2 separate regions of the Danio rerio genome follow, and region 2 is linked to region 1. Evidence: chromatin contacts called from public Hi-C data. All regions are on one chromosome and are shown on one strand. The core of a region is the stretch at or near the end of the contact, and the rest is flanking DNA. Distances in the headings are between cores, read along the strand shown.

Region 1 (6,224 bases), core at 2,592-5,091:
TTCACTAATGCCAAACTTTCTAGAATATTTCCAGATAGAAGTGATGCCGGTAACAGATGTAAGCAGTCACCGGCCGATCACCTTCCCATGTTTTGGTCATGTTCAAAATTAACAAACTATTGGTCTAATATTTTTAATATTCTTTCTCAAGCTCTTATTATAATCCTCATTCCTGACCCTCTGACTGCCCTTTTCGGTTATCTTCCAACCCCAACTACACAAACATCAACACACTGCGTCATTGCCTTTACCAGCTTACTCGCCAGGCACGCAATTGTCCTCAAATGGAAACATGTGTCCCCTCCATCATCAGAACACTGGATTAGAGAGGTTCTACATTGTATCTATCTTGAGAAACTGAGACATTGGTTTCACTGAACTCCTTTAACAAAACATGGAGTCCCATACTGTCTGTCTTTGAGAACCTTAACATTTCAGGACCTGCTGACTAGAATTTTGAAATGGAGAAAGAGGGACTTTTAGTGTTTACATTTTCTTCTTCTGTATTTACCCATATATTTATTTTTTTTATTTATTTTTTCGGTTGGTTTATTATTTATTTATCTTGTGTTTACTTATTGAAGGCCTCAGAAAATAGGGAGGGTTAGGAGATGGGAGGGATGGTGCATAGAAGAGGATAGAAAAGTTTGATTTAAGAGTTCTACAGTTTTTTTGATTTTGTTGCTGTATCTCTTTGCTGATAGGACTTCTATTTTTCATATATATTTATAAATTTGCATATTACCTGGAAAAAAATGCAATATATGTGTAATATAAATGCAAAATATTGAAAATAAAAGCATAATTAGGCCAGTTAGGGTAAATGGGTAAATCATTGTATAACAGTGGTCTGTTCTGTTGGCCAGCAGTTCTCAAATTATTTTCATCAAGTACCACCTCAGAAAAAAATTGTCTCTCCAAGTACCACCGAAATGACCAGTATTGAAATACAGTAGCGTAGGCCCAATAAAGCAGCTAAAGCTCTGCACAGTTAAAAAACAAGGCAGATTAGTTCCTATTATTAAGAATATTTATTATTGTCAGCCACTTTAAACATTATAAATAGTTTGAACATTAACAATGTGCTTTGCTTACAGGTAAAAAACAAACAATCAAACAAAATAAAATGTAAACATTTACATTGAAATGTGCTTTTAAAAGTTAATTAAAAATAGTAGGCTCCTGTACTTAAATGTAAAGTATTAACATATAGTAGCCTATTTATTAAAACCTGGAAATGTTGCTTGGACCTCGTAAATATAGGCTATATGTCATCATATTCAAATATAAATCATTTTTAATCAATTTTAAAATATTTGTAGCATGTACATATGACATATTTGATTCCTCTGCGTACCACTAGAAAGAAGCCCACGTACCACTAGTGGTACACTTACCACAGTTTGAGAACCTCTGCTGTAGACAATCAGAAGAAAATATTGCTTAATAATATTGACCTTAAAAAATTTAAAACTGCTTTTATTCTAGCCGAAATAAAACAAAGACTTTCTCCTGAAGAAAATATGTTATAGGAAATACTGTGAAAAATTCCTTGCTCTGTTAAACATCATTTGGGAAATGTGAAAAAGAATAAATATTTCACAGGAGGGCTAATAAGTTGTACTTCAACTGTAGATGGAGCATGCTCTGTTCTCTGTTCTCTAGATGCCCACGTGACGTGTCTTTTCCTGGAGGACTGTGTTCTGCCCTGCAGCTTCAGGCCCACCGGAGCTGTGGTGATCCACTGGTACAAGCAGCAGATCCCCGTCCACAGCTACTACTACAAAAAAGACCAGTACAGCCTGCAGAACAAGCACTTCAGCGGCCGCACCAGCCTGTTTAACTGGCACATCGCGCAGGGAAACGCCTCGCTGGTGCTCCGTAAGGTCAAAGTGCAGGATCAAGGCAGGTATAAGTGCTACACCAGCATCAGGAAGATCAACCAGGAGACCTTCGTTAACCTGGGTGTCAAAGGTCAGTCGTAGGCTCATGGGTGGATTAGTGTTTTTGATCATCTAATGTGAGTGTGATTTAGGAGGCAATTTACACTACCTGACAAAAGTCTTGTTGTCGATCCCAGTTGTAAGAGCAGCAAATAATAACTTGACTTCTAGTTGATCATTTGGAAAAGAGGCAGAAGGAAGATTTTTCTGATGAATCATCTGTTGAACTGCATCCCAATCATCACAAATACTGCAGAAGACCTATTTGAACCTGCATGGACTCAAGATTCACAGAGAAATCAGTCAAGTTTGGTGAAGGAAAAATCATGGTTTGGGATTACATTCAGTATGGGGGCATGCGAGAGATCTGCAGAGTGGATGGCAACATCAACATCAGGACATTTGTGCTGCCCATTACATTACAAACCACAGGAGAGGGCAAATTCTTCAGCAGGATAGCGCTCCTTCTCATACTTCAGCATCCACATCAAAATTCCTAAAAGCAAAAAGGTCAAGGTGCTCCAGGATTGGCCAGCCCAGTCACCAGACATGAACATTATTGAGCATGTCTGGGGTAAGATGGAGGAGGCATTAAAGATAAATCCAAAGAATCTTGATGAACTCTGGGAGTCCTGCAAGAACGCTTTCTTTACCATTCCAGAAGACTTTATTAATGAGTTATTTGAGTCATTGCAGAGATGAATGGATGTAGTCCTCCAAGCTCATGGGAGTCAGACACAATAATCATTTTTTTCCCACTGCACCATGACTTTATATTCCATACTGTCTAATCTAGAGGCCTTTGCCCTTCATGTAAGCTACTTCTGATACCAAATGATCAACTAGAAGTCAAGTTATTAATTGTTATTGCTAAAACTTGGATAGGCGACAAGACTTTTGTCAGTTAGTGTGTTATGAAGGGGCCACAAGAGGGCGCTAGAGGCTCTGTAAAAAAATATGAATAATATAAGACAAATTACGGACTAAATCAAAAGTTCTTACCAATAAACTTTGGTCAAATAAATAAATACAATCAATTAATCACAAATAATTTGTAAGACTTTACTTCAGTAAGTGTTTGTAATTGTATTATTTTGTTTAGTTTGCTTTTGTCATATCTTTGTGGGACCCCCTTGAAAATGCATCTCAAGGATTTATCCTTTGAATAAATTAAAATTGAATTGTATTTATTGCATTATTTTTTCTACTTTTATAATATATTTTATGTTCCTTTTTGTTGCTTTGTTTACTGGTTTTAAGCACTTTGTTTGAACAATATTAAATGATAGATAAATATTTTTCACACATTAAAAAAACGTGACTTATGACATTTTCGTCACTTCATTTGTACACATTTTTACCCAGGTTTACTGGTTTTAATTAATTTTTTTATTATTTTGGTCAGAAATAAAAATAACTAAACTGAAAATCACTAAAGATTGACTGAGAAAAAATATTAATTTACTATAAATAAAACTTTTGTTTGTATATTTTTCATATATTTATTTTATTTAAGACATTGAAACATTGAAAAATGTTACCAATTGCATAGAATAAATACATATTTTACAGCTATTTTACTTTTTTTTTTTATTTAATGGCATGATACCTGTCTTTATACTTCATGAAGCTGATGGCATTAAAACAGAGTATTTAAAAACCTGTTTCATCTGTTACATGCAGCTTTGATCCAGTCAGTGAAGCTGGAGCTGGTGGAGGAAAGGCTCACCTGTCTGTCCCAGAACATCTATCCTGCTCCTGAGCTCACGTGGGCCACTGATCCCCCCACTGACACCAGAAACTTCCAGAACTACACCCGCAAAACTTCAGACTCCAAGGGCCTGTTTAGCGTGGAGAGCTCCATCAGCGTGATTGGGAACGTCTCTGAGTATGTCTACTTCTGCTCGGTGGAGTCAGCGGACAGACTGCAGGTGTGGACGGCTTCACTGCATCAGCAAGGTAAACACTACTACACACTGTGTCTGTTCAAATTTTAGTGGTTAATACTCTTCTGAGCTTAATTTGAACAGCTCTAGGCTAGCTTTAAACAGCAGAGGATGCTCTAGGCTAGTTTTGAACAACAGCAGATGGTGCACTAGGCTAGTTTATGACAGCAGATGGCGCACTAGGCTAGTTTTGAACAGCAGATGTCACTCAAGGGTAGTTTTGAACAGCAGATGGCGCACTAGGCTAGTTTTGAACAGCAGAAGGTGAAATAGACTAGTTTTAAACAACAGCAGATGGCACTCTAGGCTAGTTTTAAACAGCAGTTGGCAGACTATGCTAGTTTTGAACAGCAGATGGTGCTCTAGGCTATTTTTGAACAGCAGATGGCGCTCTAGGCTAGTTTTTAACAGCAGAAGGTGCTCTAGACTAGTTTTTTTACAGGAGATTGTGCTCTAGACTAGTTTGAACAGCAGATGTCGCTCTAGGCTAGTTTTGAAAAGCAGCGAATGTCGCTCTAGGCTAGTTTTGAACAGCAGATGTCACTCAAGGCTAGTTTTGAACAGCAGACAGCGCTCTATGCTAGTTTTGAACAACAGCAGATGGTGCACTAGGCTAGTTTATGACAGCAGATGGCGCACTAGGCTAGTTTTGAACAGTAGATGTCACTCAAGGGTAGTTTTGAACAGCAGATGTCACTCAAGGGTTGTTTTGAACAGCAGATGGCGCAGTAGGCTAGTTTTGAACAGCAGAAGGTGAACTAGACTAGTTTTAAACAACAGCAGATGGCACTTTGGGCTTGTTTTTACAGCAGATGGCACTCTAGGCTAGTTTTAAACAGCAGTTGGCGGACTATGCTAGTTTTGAACAGCAGATGGTGCTCTAGGCTATTTTTGAACAGCAGATGGTGCTCTAGGCTAGTTTTTAACAGCAGACGGTGCTCTAGACTAGTTTTTTTTTACAGGAGATTGTGCTCTAGACTAGTTTGAACAGCAGATGTCGCTCAAGGCTAGTTTTGAAAAGCAGCGGATGTCGCTCTCGGCTAGTTTTGAAAAGCAGCGGATGTCGCTCTAGGCTAGTTTTGAACAGCAGATGTCACTCAAGGCTAGTTTTGAACAGCAGACAGCGCTCTATGCTAGTTTTGAACTGCGGATTTCACTCTAAGCTTAGTTTTTAACAACAGATGGTGCTCTAGGCTTATTTTATAACATTATGCTCAATTAAAACACTGTACACTAAACTAATTTTGAATAGCAGACAACAATAAAATAAATGCTACTAAATCTGCAGCAAATCTTGCAAAAACTTGCAAAAAAGTTTTGAACAGCAGATAGCGCACTAGGCTAGTTTTGAACAGCAGAAGGTGCTCTAGGCTAGTTTTGAAGAGCAAAAGGTGCTCTAGGCTAGTTTTGAACAGCAGAAGATGCTCCAGGCTAGTTTTGAAGAGCAGAAGGTGCTCTGGGCTAGTTTTGAACAGCAGAAGGTGGTCTGGGCTAGTTTTGAACAGCAGTTGGCTCTCTAGGCTTAGTTTTTAACAAAAGATAGTGCTCTAGACACAGGTGTCAAACTCAGTTCCAAAAGGGCCGCAGCTCTGCAGTTTAGTTCCAACCCTAATTAAACACACCTGATGAAACTAATTGAGTCCATCAGGCTTGTTTGAAACCTACAGGTAAGTGTGTTGGAGCAGGGTTGGAACTAAACTGTGCAGGGCTTCAGCCCTCCAGGAATGAGTTTGACACCCCTGCTCTCGACTTATTTTATAACAATAGGCTCAATTGAAACAATGTACACTAAGCTAGTTTTGAATAGCAGACGACAATAAAATAAATGCAACAAAATCTGCAGCAAATCTTGCAAAAACTCCACAAAAATTAAAAAATTCAGTCTCATTTTATTATTTTATAAATAATAAATACTAGCATCTAATATAGTATCTAATTATACACTATATATAAATCATTTTATAATTTAGATATTGATTAAATGCTAAGATGGCTTGCCATACAAATGTCAATAAATGTGAAAATCACAGCAATCTATAAATCATCTAAATCTCCTAGATGAGATATTTGCAGAGGAGGGCTCTGGTCTCTTGGTTCCCTGCAGCGTTCCTCAACCTCGCCACAATTTCACCCTCACCTGGAGCTTCAGCAGATCCAGCGAATCCATCGTAATCTTCAGTTTCGACAGCCGGAGTCGTCGCCTACTGAACCTGTGGGACGGCAGAGCTGAAGTGGACATTGATCAGGCACATTTGGGCAACGGCTCCCTTCATCTGCTGAACTTGGATAGTTTAACACACAGCGGCTCCTACATCTGCACTTTCTATGGTTTCCA
Region 2 (6,224 bases), core at 1,665-4,164, 96 kb after region 1:
AATAATAAAAACAATCCAGTTGTTCCTGCAAAAAGGCTCAAACCAGGCACAGTGATGCCTGATTGGATATTAAAAAGTAGATCTTGAAGAAAGCCGCCAGTGGAATGTGTCAAGGTTTTGTCATAGAATTTGACTATCAGTTATTTTCGGGGGATGGCAGCTGTAGCTGCTGGTGCAGGCTTATTGCTGGTCTTACGAACGGGCATTTTGGAGACAGGTATCTTGGAACGTGCTTCTCCCCTCCCCTGCACAGAATGGTAGGTTGCAGTAGATCCGTGTTTGACTGGGATCTTAGACTCCCGGGATGAGCTTGTGGCACCAGAACGTGCTGGACCAAGTTTGCCATCCATAATATCCTCTTGGCTGTGGGAGAGAGTTGGAGTGACAGCCCCTGATTCTGTGGAGACATCGCTGAGGGCCTCTTTGCTGCTGCTTTCACGTGAGAGAGTAAATGGGCTGTCCTCTTCATGCACTGGTGTTGGTAGATTCGAGTGGTCCTCATCTCCATTGGGCTGGGAATCTCGATGATGCACTTTAGGTCTGCCTCCACCGCTAACAGGGATCTTACTCAGAGTTGTGGGCTTCACTGCAGGACCCCTTTTCACTGCCTCCCTCAAATCCATGCTGCCGTCATCTTCTCTTTTCGAAGAAATGAAGGATGGGGTAGTACCCGAAGGCGACTTCAAGACAGGAATGTGTGGTGCGGAGGCACCTGTGGGTGATTTCATGGTACTAAGTGCAGACATGGTTACAGATTGTGATGAGGCAAGAGTGGATGGAGGTTTAGCAACAGGAACCGTTGATTCAGAAATGGAGACTTTCCTTACAGATGTTGTGCTAGTTTGGGTGCAAGATTTTGGAGTCTGCACTGTTGGTTGTTTTGTCTCAGCCTTGGCTATAGGAGCAGTGTTACGGCTTGTCGATAATCCAAATGTCGTCACATATTTTGGTCTTGGTGTTGGTGCTGGGGCTGGTGCTGGTTTTCCAAATGGTGGTGGAAAAGGGGTGTATTTGGTTGCAGAGGTAGCTTGTTTGGATTCATGGGTAATGCTTGGAGTTGATTTTGATGCAGGGGTTGGGGCTTGGGTAGGTTTAGCCGCAGGGGTCTGGGTAGGTTCAGTTTTGGTAACAGCAGCAGTTTCAGGGGTAGGAATGATTGGTGGTGGGGAGGTTTCAGATGTAGGTATGAAGATGGATGTAGAAATGGGTGTAGGTTCAGTTTTGGGGGCAGTTATGTCACTAGATATTGTGTAAGGTTTAATTTCAGGGCTAGATTTAGGAGATGGGGCTGGTTGAGCTGGGGAAGTTATAGGTTTGGATTTAGGGCTTGGTATAGGCTGTGAAATGGAGGCAGATGCAGGGGTTGGGGTAGGTTTAATAATCTGAGGAGTTGTTGTAGCTTGAAGGGTTGGGGTAGGTTTGGTTATGGGCATAGTTGATGGCACAGGTGTGGGTTTGGAGAGAGGGCTGGATGTTGGGGTTGAGAGAATAGGGCCAGTAGGCATAGACGGTGACATCTGGGTCACCGAAGAGGAGGCTGAGGTACCTGCAGGTTTTGTCAAAGGGCTAGGGATAGGTTTGGTTGTTGAAGGTGAAGGGGTGGGTTTGGCTGCTGATGTAGGAGAAGGTTTGGAGGAGATTGTTGGGCTGAGAGTAGATGTTGGAGAAGGGCTAGGTTTTGATCTGGTAGAAGTTGCAGAAGATGACGTCTTCTCAGAACTATCCACTTTTAGTGTGCTAGGTGCTCCCTCCATTCGATTGCTAGCTTTGGCCCATTCTGCCTCAACATCTGCTACAATATCTCCACATGGTGTCAGTGAATCGAAGCTCAAAATTGATGAGATATCTCCAAGCAGTGTGCTCAAGCGTTCATTTGTTGGGGCTTTGGTTGTCCCGCTCACCTTTGCAGAGTCCTCAGATGATGTTGGGCCCTCTTGTGGTGTAGAGAGCTGATGTTTCTCCTCTGTCTCCTCTACAGAGCGAGGCGGAGGCCCTGGTGTCAATGTGAGACTCTCTTTTATAATCTCAACACTGTTGGAACGGGAAGCAAGAAGGGGAGGTCCTGGTTGAACCTCCTCTTCATCCTCTTTCTCCTTTCCACGCCAGCGTACGGTTCCAAATAATCCCTTCAGACCCTTCCGTTGCCGCCCGGGCCTTTGAGACTCAGTCTGAGCCTGCCGTTCTCCTGTCATTCCCCTCCGACCTTTGCGTAGCATATTAAGGAAACTCAGAGATTTAGCAGAGGTAAGGGAGGAGATGGACTGCCTCGTGGGGGTTGTTTGTGAATTCATGTCCCCGCTGATGAACTCCTCCATTGGAGCATCCTCCTGTTGACTCTCGTCCTCCTGGTCAAGATCCACCTGCTCTGCCACTGCTTCAGGGGCCGTCGGCTCATTTAATCCATCCTGGGTTTTGCTCCTTGACGGTGGTGATTTAGGGCCTCCATCTCCTTTCCCTCGCATGGAGAAGATGCTAGCGACACTGCTTCCAGGCTTCCTCTTGCCGAACAGTTTTAAGGCTTTTCTGATTTTACCTGGAGGCTGAGGGTCACATGGCGGTGGTTCACAGCTCTCCGACTGTGCATCCATATTCCAGCTCCACTGCAGCGTATCTTCACCTTGGTCTCGACGTCTCTGTCTACTCTTACACCTTCTCTATCTAAAACCGCGCGCTCAGATGAATGAAACACGACTCTAATCAGAATAAATAAATAAATTACCTCTTCCCTTTTATTTTTCTGTGCTAGAAATGTGCATCTATCTCCGTTTCCACTCTCGTTCCCTCCCTCTGTCTATTGCTCTTTTTTTTAAGCGCTCCCTCTTTCTCTCTCTGCTTCTGTTCCTCCCTCCCAAGCCTCCGCCCTCCCTCTCCCTCTCTCTCTGCTCCTCTCCTCTGGCTGCTCCAGCCGGTCGCCATGGCAACTGAGGGTCTTAGCAGCTTTCGTCAGCAATGGAGCGGAGCCAGGGGCTGTCATCATCCTACCCTCTTTCCTTCTTTCTCTCTTTCGCTTTCTCCTAGTCCACTCCCTCTTTTCATCCAAATAAGTGTTCCCATCTCTCCCATCCCGGTTAGTCATCCAGATTTACCCTTCCTATTTGTGACTGTTCTCTTTCTATCAGCATCAGTGCTGCATATGGGACAAAGCACAACATTGGGAGCAACTGGCTTTGTGCACTGCATCCCTGCTGTGATAGATTTACAAAACAAGCTGCTCAAAATATCAATCTGATCGAAATATGTTACCACTCCACGCCTGTGTATTGAATTTACCTACATCAGAGGGAGGACATATTGAAAGGGTGTTGAAATTTTCTAATGAATCAATCTGTGACTGCTGTCAAAGCTTAAACAGTTCCCCATTATTTATCCCACTTTCTCAATCCCTTGTTGTCTTTCTCCAACAACCTTCCTTCTCTCCTTCTGCCCCTCCCACTCAACCACCCACAATCTCTCTCTCCCACACACACACACACACACACACGATTCCCAAAGGACATTAGTACATGCTTTACATTATGTGTTTATCGCCCCTCCTTTTGCTCCATTGTCACATGCATTCCTCTGGGGATTTGTTGACTTGAGGATTTCAGTCATTTTCAGACATTAGGAGTGCTCCTATCATCATGAAACTAATCGCACACACATCTTCATCTCTGCATCAGTGCCTTTGCTGTTTCATGATCTCCCACAGTAACACTCTTTCTCTGTTTTCATTTACTTGAGAGATTACACACCACACCCATCTCGCTTCTAATGCACATCCACTCTACTTTTGGACTATTCTTGCTTATGCTGGGTTCAGGCTGCTTGATTTTAGCACCAATTTTGACTCACCGACAGATTGAAAAATCGCATACAAATTCCTGAACTCACAGGCAATTCGATGCTTGTTCACGTGAGTAACAGTCACACATCAAAGACGCGATCTGAGAGAATCGCAGATGAGTCGCTGACGCCCATGAGATATTCGGCATGCTAAATATCTGGAGTTGTTGGCATTTCACAAATCCTGCCGTGTGAAATGTGTTCTGATTGAAAATAACATCAGCAGTTACCTACAGCCAATCAGAGAGCAGCATCCACTAGTATGAGTACCTACATGCCAACGGTAGGTTGGCGCAGAAGTTAAAAGGGGTTCTTTTCGGTCTATTTGGACACAAGAAATGGAGGAAAAACTAATGGAAATTTGTGTTCACTCGTGTCTGTTAGATGTGTCATCTTAGTAATATCACAACTGGGTTGAAAAAGAAAAAACTTGGAGAGAAATTGCTAATTCCCTTCAAAACCCAGCAAAATAAGTGAATTTTCAACCCCACTAAAGGCTTCTTTCTCATTATGTAGTTAATAAAAAAAGATATGATATGTGACCTCACGATGTTTCCGTTTAACTTCTCACATGTGTTTGGTTGTGAGATGTAGTTTGCGGACTGAAACAAAGTTGTCAGCGATTCTTTCTATTGTAAAGTCATGCAGTGTGAAACCTGTTGACGCCGATCCATCCTACAGTAAAAACACAGCACTGACAGACTGCAACCCCAGATACTCATGCAGTGTGAAAACATCTGTGACGCGACTACTTTAAAACTCATGTGGTCTGAACTCAGCATCACTCTCTAGTTTGCTATTCAGGGGTGCATTTCCCAAACAACAATGTAACTCCCGACTGAACTATCATAGTACGATGCATCATTTAGGAAAAGAACATAAGTGACGAGTGTTCCCCAAAACCCGAAGCTTCTGTCGCAGATCCATCATTCGAACCACGTTAGTTTGACTGTAAAGTGCCCATAATGGTGCTCCAAACAGGGTGGAGTAACAACTTCTTTATAGAGGAACCCCATAATTTGTTTGTACAAATTATATTGTTTTACGCACACACACATAAAAAAAATCCAATATTAGTTTTGGTAAAAACATGCACTGGCTTACCATATTAATTGAATTATATGTAAATGGCATATATAGGGTCTGTGTTTCCTTTACAAATATGATTGAGAACATGAATATTCTATTCTAAAACCTAAAATTACTTACAAAAGCTAACACCTATTCCAATCTCATATATAAATCATAGAAATAAATAAATAATGAGGCTATTTATTAAGACATGAAATGTATTATTTATTAGGAAATGAAAAAAATCATACTTTAATAATAATATTGATGAAGATGATGATGATGATGATTATTATTATTATTATTATTATTATTAATATTATTATTATTATTAAGTAGGATGTTGTTTATTTTTTATTTTAGAAAAGTCTACTTTTATAATTTGACACATTTAAACCACTGCAGAAATGTTCTAACCCACGGGCCCATGTCTTATACAGTACAGATACTTAATAAATAACCTACTATAAATTAAAAGCATTAACGTATGCTATGTTTATTGTTTTCACAAGCTTTGGAGATGTAAAATAAATTGCGTTTTTAAATAATAGGTCACCTATAGCTTTCGTCATGGCTGTGTTCAAAATGACATCAATGTTTTCAAAGTGCACTGCGAAGGGAGCACAATTGTAAACATGAAGATCGCTAAAACTGAACTAGAAGCAAATTACACGCAAGAGAGATGACTTTAATGCTTTTAAAAAAATTGTTCCATGTTTAAATGTTATAATGTTCTAAATGAGCAGGGGATAGGGGGAAAAACTGAATAGAACACAGCCAGGAACTATGTTTCTAACTACAGCTCCAAAGGTGTAATTGCAAACATACAAGTTTGCAACGCAGTTTGCGAATGTTTGTTGGAACTATAGATTGGGAAATGCCAAGTCAACTATGTTTGTAACAACGGAACATGTGACCTTAGTTGGTTAACTATGGTTTTTGGAAACGCACCCCAGTGCAATACTTTCATGTGAAAATAAGGAATTACCCCATAAGTTTAGTTGCTTGCGTTAAATTTAGGCCAAAAACTCCTAACTCTGTTCATTCAGAGCAGTTTCATTGTAATTAAACAGAGTTGAAGCAGAGTTGCCCACTTTCACTCCTCTTTAAATCATGTTAACAGAAGCTGCTCTGGCAACAGTGTCTCTATTTTCACTTTTAAGCTAAAACTAAAGCATATTTCTCTTGAACAGCCCTTGTATATCACATTTTATAACCATTTTATGCATATGGATGGCTTTTCCACTGTTACCCATTTGTCCAGTTAGCTCACCATGTACGTTGGCGGACTTGGGATGTAAAGAGGTGTTGACCATGGCGATGGTGCT

What was found. Hi-C and Micro-C count contacts between places; a contact is called where the count stands out from the background.
Region 2: a contact with region 1 is called in a Hi-C map of embryo, with 2.1 times the contacts expected there. The contact joins the enhancer-like site here to the promoter of hhla2a.2 in region 1. A contact is called at or near these places in 7 of 18 Hi-C or Micro-C datasets (caudal fin, embryo, fibroblasts and 2 more).

The regions. Positions count from the first base shown.
Region 1 is chr10:40,459,324-40,465,547 of GRCz12tu, forward strand. hhla2a.2 (HERV-H LTR-associating 2a, tandem duplicate 2) reads left to right here and starts at 3,842. Exons shown (of 5, transcript NR_137296.1): 1 at 3,842-3,902; 2 at 5,948-6,224.
Region 2 is chr10:40,556,012-40,562,235 of GRCz12tu, forward strand. It overlaps LOC141376431 (a long non-coding RNA gene), which reads right to left. Exons shown (of 4, transcript XR_012386465.1): 3 at 6,170-6,224. Among named protein-coding and RNA genes, the nearest start is that of zdhhc20a, 12 kb to the right of the region's middle. Within about 2 kb of position 2,915, at least 24 of the 62 cell types and tissues checked have an H3K27ac peak or open chromatin away from gene starts, as enhancers often do.